Linked DNA regions of Mus musculus: region 2 is linked to region 1. Evidence: chromatin contacts called from public HiChIP or PLAC-seq data. All regions are on one chromosome and are shown on one strand. The core of a region is the stretch at or near the end of the contact, and the rest is flanking DNA. Distances in the headings are between cores, read along the strand shown. Region 1 has its middle 44 kb from the start of Gm41912. Region 2 has its middle 9.0 kb from the start of Gm34194.

Evidence for each region. HiChIP or PLAC-seq counts read pairs in DNA pulled down with a chosen protein or histone mark.
Region 2: an H3K27ac HiChIP or PLAC-seq map of embryonic stem cells shows a contact between it and region 1, with 3 times the contacts expected there. The contact joins two enhancer-like sites. A contact is called at or near these places in 2 of 115 datasets of contacts at active chromatin or transcription factors (both in embryonic stem cells).

Annotation. Positions count from the first base shown.
Region 1 is chr1:88,611,523-88,615,604 of GRCm38.p6, forward strand. No RefSeq gene overlaps it. Among named protein-coding and RNA genes, the nearest start is that of Gm41912, 44 kb to the left of the region's middle. Within about 2 kb of position 1,794, at least 33 of the 459 cell types and tissues checked have an H3K27ac peak or open chromatin away from gene starts, as enhancers often do. A contact at or near this core is called in embryonic stem cells, where this site is marked.
Region 2 is chr1:89,023,138-89,027,219 of GRCm38.p6, forward strand. No RefSeq gene overlaps it. Among named protein-coding and RNA genes, the nearest start is that of Gm34194, 9.0 kb to the left of the region's middle. Within about 2 kb of position 2,299, at least 33 of the 459 cell types and tissues checked have an H3K27ac peak or open chromatin away from gene starts, as enhancers often do. A contact at or near this core is called in embryonic stem cells, where this site is marked.

The sequences.
Region 1 (4,082 bases), core at 544-3,043:
CACTTGGCTTTGGAAGTCACAGAAGGTCATAGAGTTTGTTTTCTGTTTCAATAAGATTGAAAAGGAGATCACAGGGCTCCCAATGGAGGAGCTAGAGAAAGTACCCAAGGAGCTAAAGGGATCTTCAACCCTATAGGTGGAACAACATTATGAACTAACCAGTACCCCTGAGCTCTTGACTCTAGCTGCATATGTATCAAAAGATGGCCTAGTCGGCCATCACTGGAAAGAGAGGCCCATTGGACACGCAGACTTTGTGTGCCCCGGTACAGGGGAACGCCAGGGCCAAAGGGGGGGAGTGGGTGGGTAGGGGAGTGGGGGTGGGTGGGTAAGGGGAACTTTTGGTATAGCATTGGAAATGTAAATGAGCTAAATACCTAATAAAAAATGGAAAAAAAAAAAAAGATTGAAAAGGAAGCTCTTCCCTGTAGGGCTACTTTTTTTTTTTCCTTTTTTTCTTTTTTGTAATTTGAAGTCTACAAATCCCAGCCTGGCTTGTGTTTATTTTGACTTTTGAGAACAGCTTTCTTTTCTCTCGATTATGTGGTTTTAGAGAAGGCACTCACTTTGTGAGTGGTTTGTTTGTGTTTGTTTTGTAAGCTTCTAGTGTTTTGCTATGTGCAGCGACTGTGCCTGGGGCAGAGACAGCTGCTTGTCACCTGCCACACACAGTCTTTGCCCTCTCTCCTTTCTGTGAATTCTGGGGTTCAGCACTAAAGAGGCCCATCAGAGTCACACGGCCCAGCATTCCCCTGAATCTACAGGAGACAGCGATTCTCATAGGTGATCTTGAGTACATGGTCAAATCCTCAGATTTGCAAGAGAAGGCCTGTGATAAAGGACTGTGTCTCTGAGTCAGACCCAGTGTCTTCAAACATTTCGATATGAAACCTACTTATCACTTCTGAATGTCATTAAGTCTATCAAACCCCTTGCAGAGCCACTGTCCTTTCGTGCCACTCGTAGGCAAGCGCTGTCCCCCACCCTCATCTCCCTATGTTCTGGTGTTCCATATGTGAGCATGCCCTCATCTCGTGCATGTAGATGTGCCTAACTTCAGGTCAGCCGGTCTCTGTGTTTGCTGTTTCGTTAGCCATGGGCATTTCTAGTGTTTTTGAGCCCCAGACCCTTGTTTGTATGGATTCTGATCTGTGTGCTTCCTACCAGACTCTAGAGACAAAGGCCCAGATCAGCTGCTAGTCTTGCAGAGGCCGGACTCTAAGGTGTAGCCGTCGGGTGTGCTCATGAGAGTTATCAGGACACTGTGATCCCAAGGCTGATGTTTTCACAGGATGTAGAGGACTGTAGGAGTTTGCTCTAACTTCAGAGTGGCACCATACTGTATGCCTCAGTTTCCCACCCATGCATGTCACCTGGGCCAGTGATGTGGGAAGCAGGAGGCCGACCACAAAGAGCATCCAATGAAGGGCCTGTGGTCTTGTGCTTACTGGAGGAAGAAACCTGGAAGCAGAAATGACTGCCTATCTGTGTATCTAGCTTCCTCCCCACCCTTTACAGGTCCCTCAGACCACCCTCTGTTCCTGCACTGTGGCTTTAATGGACTGCTCTGCTCATATGCAAAATCTGTTAAGCTTTCCTACTCTGTTGTCATTCTTGTTCCTGACCCCTGCATTCCCCAGGTGCACAGCCCCCACCCCCACCCCCAAAGACACTCAATTAGCCATACTGGCTTTGTTTATTTGTTCATGGGGAAGTGGACTAAACTGTTCCCCCTCCCTGTCAACCGCCCTAAATCACACTGCCTTCCCAACCTATGGCGTGGGGAACTTCAAAGAACCAGGCCAGGGCCCTGCTCAGCATTTAAGGATGCCAAGACAGTAGGAGACTTGAAAGAGAATTCAGCAGACTCCCAGAACTGCCATTAATGTTGCTGCTTCTTGTCCTGCTGGGGTGGGAGTGGGGGAAGGGGAGGCAGAGGGGGGATCCCTGGGAAAAGCTTGCTGGGGTGTGCTTTTGTTTGTGTTTTTAAGAAGTACTGAAAACCACACTGACAAGTTCTGCAAACCAGTGTCTGGAAAGCTTAGGGCAGCCTGGTGTTAAAGTCGGAGCTCAGTTAAAATGCCTGGATGTCCCCAGGCGGGAAAGCAAACTCAGGGAAGGGTTTGAAAACCTTTAGTTTTTAACTCTTACAGTTTCTTATGAAAATTGCGTGTTTTTTTGCTGTTGTTTTGTTTTTTGTTTGTTTGTCTGGGGTTTTTGTTTGTTTGGATTTTTTTTTTTTTTGGCCAGGGTTTTTCTAGCCATGGCTGTACTAGAACTCTATTGACCAAGCTGGCCTTGAACTCAGAGATCCACGTGCCTCTGCTTCTCGAACACTGGGATTGAGGGCATACGACACCACCATCTGGTGTATGTTTTGTTTTCTTTAATTGAGACCTAGGTTAAAAACTTTAACTGGTTGAAGCTGTGAGGTCATGGATGACGCATTGTCCCAAAGATGAATTTCCCAAATGGCGCAGTGTATTGGCTAGTTTTGTGTCAACTTGACACAGCTGAAGTTATCACAGAGAAAGGAGCTTCAGTTGAGGAAATGCCTCCATGAGATCCAACTGTAAGGCATTTTCTCAATTAGTGATCAAGGGGGAAAGGCCCCTTGTGGGTGGGACCATCTCTGGGCTGGTTGTCTTGGGTTCTATAAGAGAGCAGGCTGGGCAAGCCAGTAAAGAACATCCCTCCATGGCCTCTGCATCAGCTCCTGCTTCCTGACCTGCTTGAGTTCCAGTCCTGACTTCCTTGGTGATGAACAGCAGTATGGAAGTGTAAGCCGAATAAACCCTTTCCTCCCCAACTTGCTTCTTGGTCATGATGTTTGTGCAGGAATAGAAACCCTGACTAAGACAAATTGGTACCAGCAGAGTGGGGTATTCCTGTGACAATCTGACCATGTTTTGGGGAGGACTGTGGAAGGACTTTGGAACTTTGGGCTTGAAGATCCATCTGTTGTTAAGAGCTCTGTCAGATGTCGTGTAGGAGCTTGGAAGATAATGTTGAGAACACTGCAGAAGATGGAGCTCTGGTGTGTGAAATTTCAGAGGGAAAATTAAGGACTCTTTTCAGGGCCATTGCTGTTTTGATTGTGAAGATTCTGTAGTTCTGGTTATCTGGGGCTGAAGAATCAGCTGTGATTAACAAGATACCAGAACTACTAAAGCAAAAACTTTGCATTACTGGGACTATTGATGCTGGTTAGCTGGAGCTAAGAAATTAGCGGTGATTAAGAAGAGACCAGCATCATTGAGGTGACATCTTCTGGGAAGTATTTTCTGAGAGCACAGTGGCTGCGTTCCAGATATAGCCAAAGTTGTACCTTGTGCTGTGGCTGGACTTGGTAATGTGTAAGGGTCACCCAGGTGGTACTGGTTTTGAAGGCATGAAGGAGTTGAGCAGAGCAGCAGAGGCTTGGCACTGTGAGAGGCCATGGAAGGCCATTGGTGAAAGTGCAGCCTCAGTTGCAATTGATGGCCCAGGACTGAAGGGGTCATGCAGTGTTTTGGAGATGCCAGTACCATGAGATGACCACCAAGAGCAGCAGCAGCAGTGGAGTACAGGCATCTGGAGCCAAGAGGATGACGCGAGTGCTACAAAGGGCATGGCTGGAGAAGTGACCCAAGCCCTTGGAGGAGCCCAGAAGATCGTAAGTTAGATCCCAGACATTGGACGGTTGGAGATTGATTTTTGCTTTTGATTGTGACTGTGCCCTGATATTTTCCCTCTTGAAGGAAGAAACTGTTTTAGTGGAGCCCACAGTTAAGAGACTTTTAATTGTAAAAAGACTTTGGATTTTAAAAGAGATGGATATTTTAAAGAGATTGAAATTTTAAGAATATGTAAAGACTGTGGGACTTTTAAAGTTATTTAGATCTTGGGGATGAATAAGAATGTAAGGGTTGAGGCTTACTAGTGATGTGTTTGTGTGTCAAGTTGACAAGGGGTCAGTTGTATTGGCTAGTTTTGTGTCAACTTGACACAGCTGAAGTTATCACAGAGAAAGGAGCTTCAGTTGAGGAAATGCCTCCATGAGATCCAACTGTAAGGCATTTTCTCAATTAGTGATCAAGGGG
Region 2 (4,082 bases), core at 1,049-3,548, 410 kb after region 1:
CAGAAGCCGAGCATGCAAATGTAGGATTTTTGTTAGAACCCGCAGGGAGCAGGGACCTGCTAGCACCTTGATTTAGGTGCCTGGTCTACAGAATGTGAAAAGCGAAATTCAAGTTGCTGTTGTTTGAGTTTGTGGTGGCGGTGTCAGTCACTGTAGGGAACTGCCCAGCTCCTAAGAACTCTGCATTCACTCTGTGTGGTGTCCTTCTTACAAGGACCTACCTCGCTGGGCGTGGTGGCATACTCCTTTAATCCCAGCACAGGGGAATTTCTGAGTTCGAGGCCAGCCTGGTCTACAGAGTGAGTTCCAGGACAGCCAGGGCTACACAGAGAAACCCTGTCTCGAAAACAAAACAAAACAAAACAAAACAAAACAAACAAACAAACAGAAAACCCCAAGGATTTACCTCTTGGTGGAGTTGCCTCGGTGTCTGTCACTGCCACTTCCAGTGCCGGAGGGCTCAACACGCAGAGATGAGCGTCACTCCTGGCCCAAGTTCTCATGGCTACCTCAGAGTGCCTGCCTGTATGGGACTTTTTTTAACTTAAATTTTTTGGATATGAGTACTATATTTACATCGTTTTCCACCCTTTCTCTCCCCTGGAACTCTTCTCATGCTCCCTCAATTTCTTCTCAAATTTAGGACCTTTCTTCTTTAGTTGTTACATATAAATCAGCCTGCTTAGTCCAGGTATTTGTTTGTAGTTGTATTTGATTAGGGCTGATCACTTAGAATTGGAGAACCTATACCACATGGAATAGGACAGTGTACTTACTCGGAGACACACAGCATACTCCTTGATAACATTTGCCTTTACCAGTTATTCTAAGAATCTTTTAAAAATTAATTACAATTATAAGAGTATTTTAATTGTGTGTGTGTGTGTGCACGCGAACCTGAACTGTTGGATCCCCTAGAGCTGGAGTTGCAGGTGGTTGTGAGCAGCCTGATGTGAGAGCTGGTAACTGCATCCTCTGGAAGAGCAGCGGACATTTAACTGCTGGGCCATCTCTCCAGCCCCTGTTATGATCTTAATTGTACAAAGTGATGGTGTCCAGTGTGATCACACAACATACATCTGCAGTATGCCATGGTCAAACCAGGATACTTAAAGCTTCCATCTCCTTAAACACTTTAAAGGTATTATTAGCACTTAATAATTGTATATACTTATTGGATGCAGAGTTTTGACTTATTTACTAGCCTGCTGTCACAAAAAATCAAAATCCAGAATGGTTGTTAAACCATCGAAAAAGTGGATGAAAAATATTTTCTGCTCTTTGATAATGCTAGGGCGTAATTATATGTTTCCGGAATTGCAGCTTCAGGGAGCTTTGAAACACATAATTTAGCCTGCTTCTGCTGAGCAAAGTATTCTATTGGAGCAAACAGTATGGGGGCTTTTATACTCAGTTCATCCAGAAGGTAGAGGCATAATTTATGCTTTCAGAGGGAGGGAGAGAGAATGTGCCCAAAGTGGTCAATTTTAATTTCTGTATTTTCTAATTTTTAACATTGAGGTTAAGCTCTAGTTACTGTGGAAAGTAAATGTGTGTTTCTTAGAGCCAAAGGCAGAAAACTATGGGCTCTGGAGCCCTTTCGTCTGGGGATGGTGGGAATGTGGAGGGAAGAGTGAGCAGACAGTTGGGGCTGCAGGTCCCTCAGGACTGTGGAGAGTGGAAAGGGGAAATGAGCCTGGGAAGGCAGGCATTAGGAAGAACAAATGTCTTAACATCTAACAGCCAGCACTGTGTCCTGATGCTTGTCAGCTGGACATAGTTCAGGCGAGATTAACATAAACAGAACATTTTGCCAAATACCTTAACATACATCATCCGGTCTCACTGGGGAGGCAGTAGTCTGAACAAATGTTACCTCATTACTCCAAGTTTCAAAAAAATGTAGCCCATGTTGCTTGGAGCTTTTGAGATTTCAAATTCAGCCATCTTTTTCACAAAATAATATCTTCTACTTTTCAAAATGAAGCTTCAGGCTGTGATCAGGATCCAGGCATGCCCGATGCCCTAGTGTCAACCCCCACGGCACATAAACTGGGATTGATGGGAGACACCTGTAATCTTAGCACTCGGGAAGATCAGGAGGTCATCCTATACAGCACATGGAGCTGGAGGCTGGAACAGGCCACCAAGCCAGTTCCATTTAGGATAAGAATTACAATAAGAACCATTTCAAAGTCAGAGAGTAAATGGAATGAGAAGTGCAAGGTCAAGGTCACCAAGAAGATTGTCACAGGGTAGTTCTTAATAGTACACACCCTGGAGGCTGGGCTGTGGGTGGGGATTTCAGACATTGACTGGGCTGCGTAAAGCAAGGTACACCTCTACTCGGTGGCCTCACTCACAGATCAACATCCGAGTGAAGACAGCATGTCTACTCCACCTCAGAGCTAACTCCAAACTGCAGTCCAAATATTTTCAAAGGAGGGGCTAGGGAGACAACATGGTTGGTAAGGAGCTCACAGTACAGGTACGAGGGCCCGAATGCAATTCCTAGTACCCATATTAAAACTGAAGGTGGTCTGTAATCCTAGCCCTGGGAAGGTAGAGACAGATGGATCCCCAGGACTCGCTGACCAGCCAGTCTAGGAGAATCAGATCTGGGTTCAATGAGAGACTCTATCTCATAGAGATAAAGAGGTGAAAACACTTGATAATAACTCTGGTGTCCAAGTGAGCACAGGGGCGCCAGCACACATGCACACACACAATATCCCTAGTAGACTATTTTACAGGAGATGGGGTTTGAACTGAGCACATCACTGAATTTAAACTGGCTTCAAGAGCACAGTTCACCTTCTGCAGAGGTATCAGGAACTGAGAAGTCCCAGGTCCTTCCAAAGCCGATCTGTACCTTACAGGACTATGGGGATGCCTCCAAAGGCTGAAGAGAAAGAATGGCTTTCACTCTGCTATGCAGGGCTCCCTGGCCCTGGCTAAAGCCTCTGTCTGTTCCCACAGACCCCCAGTCCCTCTCTCCTGAAGCACCACCAGCCAGCAGTTGCTGACAAGGCCAACACACTCTGTGTGCCCTGTGTGCCATGCTGCACGCTGTGTTTGCATATTTTATTTCTGGTTTCAGGCTGAATAAGGATTCCAGTCCTAAGCAATAGAAACTACATAAATTATTAGCCAGGCTGTGTTGGCTTTGTGCTCAGGTGAACCTTGCCCCACTTTTAGCAGCTACCTCCACTGCTCTGTAACAATAAGCAGAGGACTGATATCAAGCCAGGTGGGAAGAGGACAGGCTGGCCCACACTCTTGGTGTATTTCCCCCAGATGGAGAATGCTTTGTCTATGGGCTGCTAAGTGGTACTATAGGTATATTTATCCACATAGATATTAATCTCTAAAGAAGGGAGAAAAATTGGGAATTGATCTAAATGTTTTCAAGGATACATAGATAATAAATCCAGGCGTTTGATCTCAATACCTAGGAGACAAAGGCAGGGACAAATAGATTCCTTCTGAGTTCAAGGCCAACCTAACCTACAGAATAAATCTAAATCAGCCTGGGCTACACAGAGAAACTCTGTCTCCATTAATAATAATAATAATTGTTTTGAATTGTTTTAAATTATCAAAATGAAGGTGGTTATGAGTTCTATGGTTGTGATGGTATTACAGATCTTCATGATAAAGATTCTCTGGAAAGATGTGACCACAGGTAACCAGTCACACGGCAGAATGCAGGCTAAAGTAAGTGGGTTATCCTAAGTTAAGGTTCAGTCAGAGAGGAGCCTAGCTATATGGCCATATATTTGTAAATGTATATTGAGTCTGAGCCTTATTTCTGGGAGGAAAAGCTAGGCCCCAACTTCATCACGGTACAGAGACTGCTGCAGCCCTGACAAAGCCTGGACATGAGGCTGCAGGCTCCCAGCCATGCCACAGAACTAACTTTCCTGGGCTACATGAAGCCTTCTGCAAGCTCCACACCCACTCCACATGGTGCCATAGTCTAGGGACCAAGCATGCAAGCGTATGTGCCTGTGAGTGATGTCTTACATTCAAGCCAGGACATACAACAATGTATTTGTTTTATAACTTGTTTCTGTGTTTGT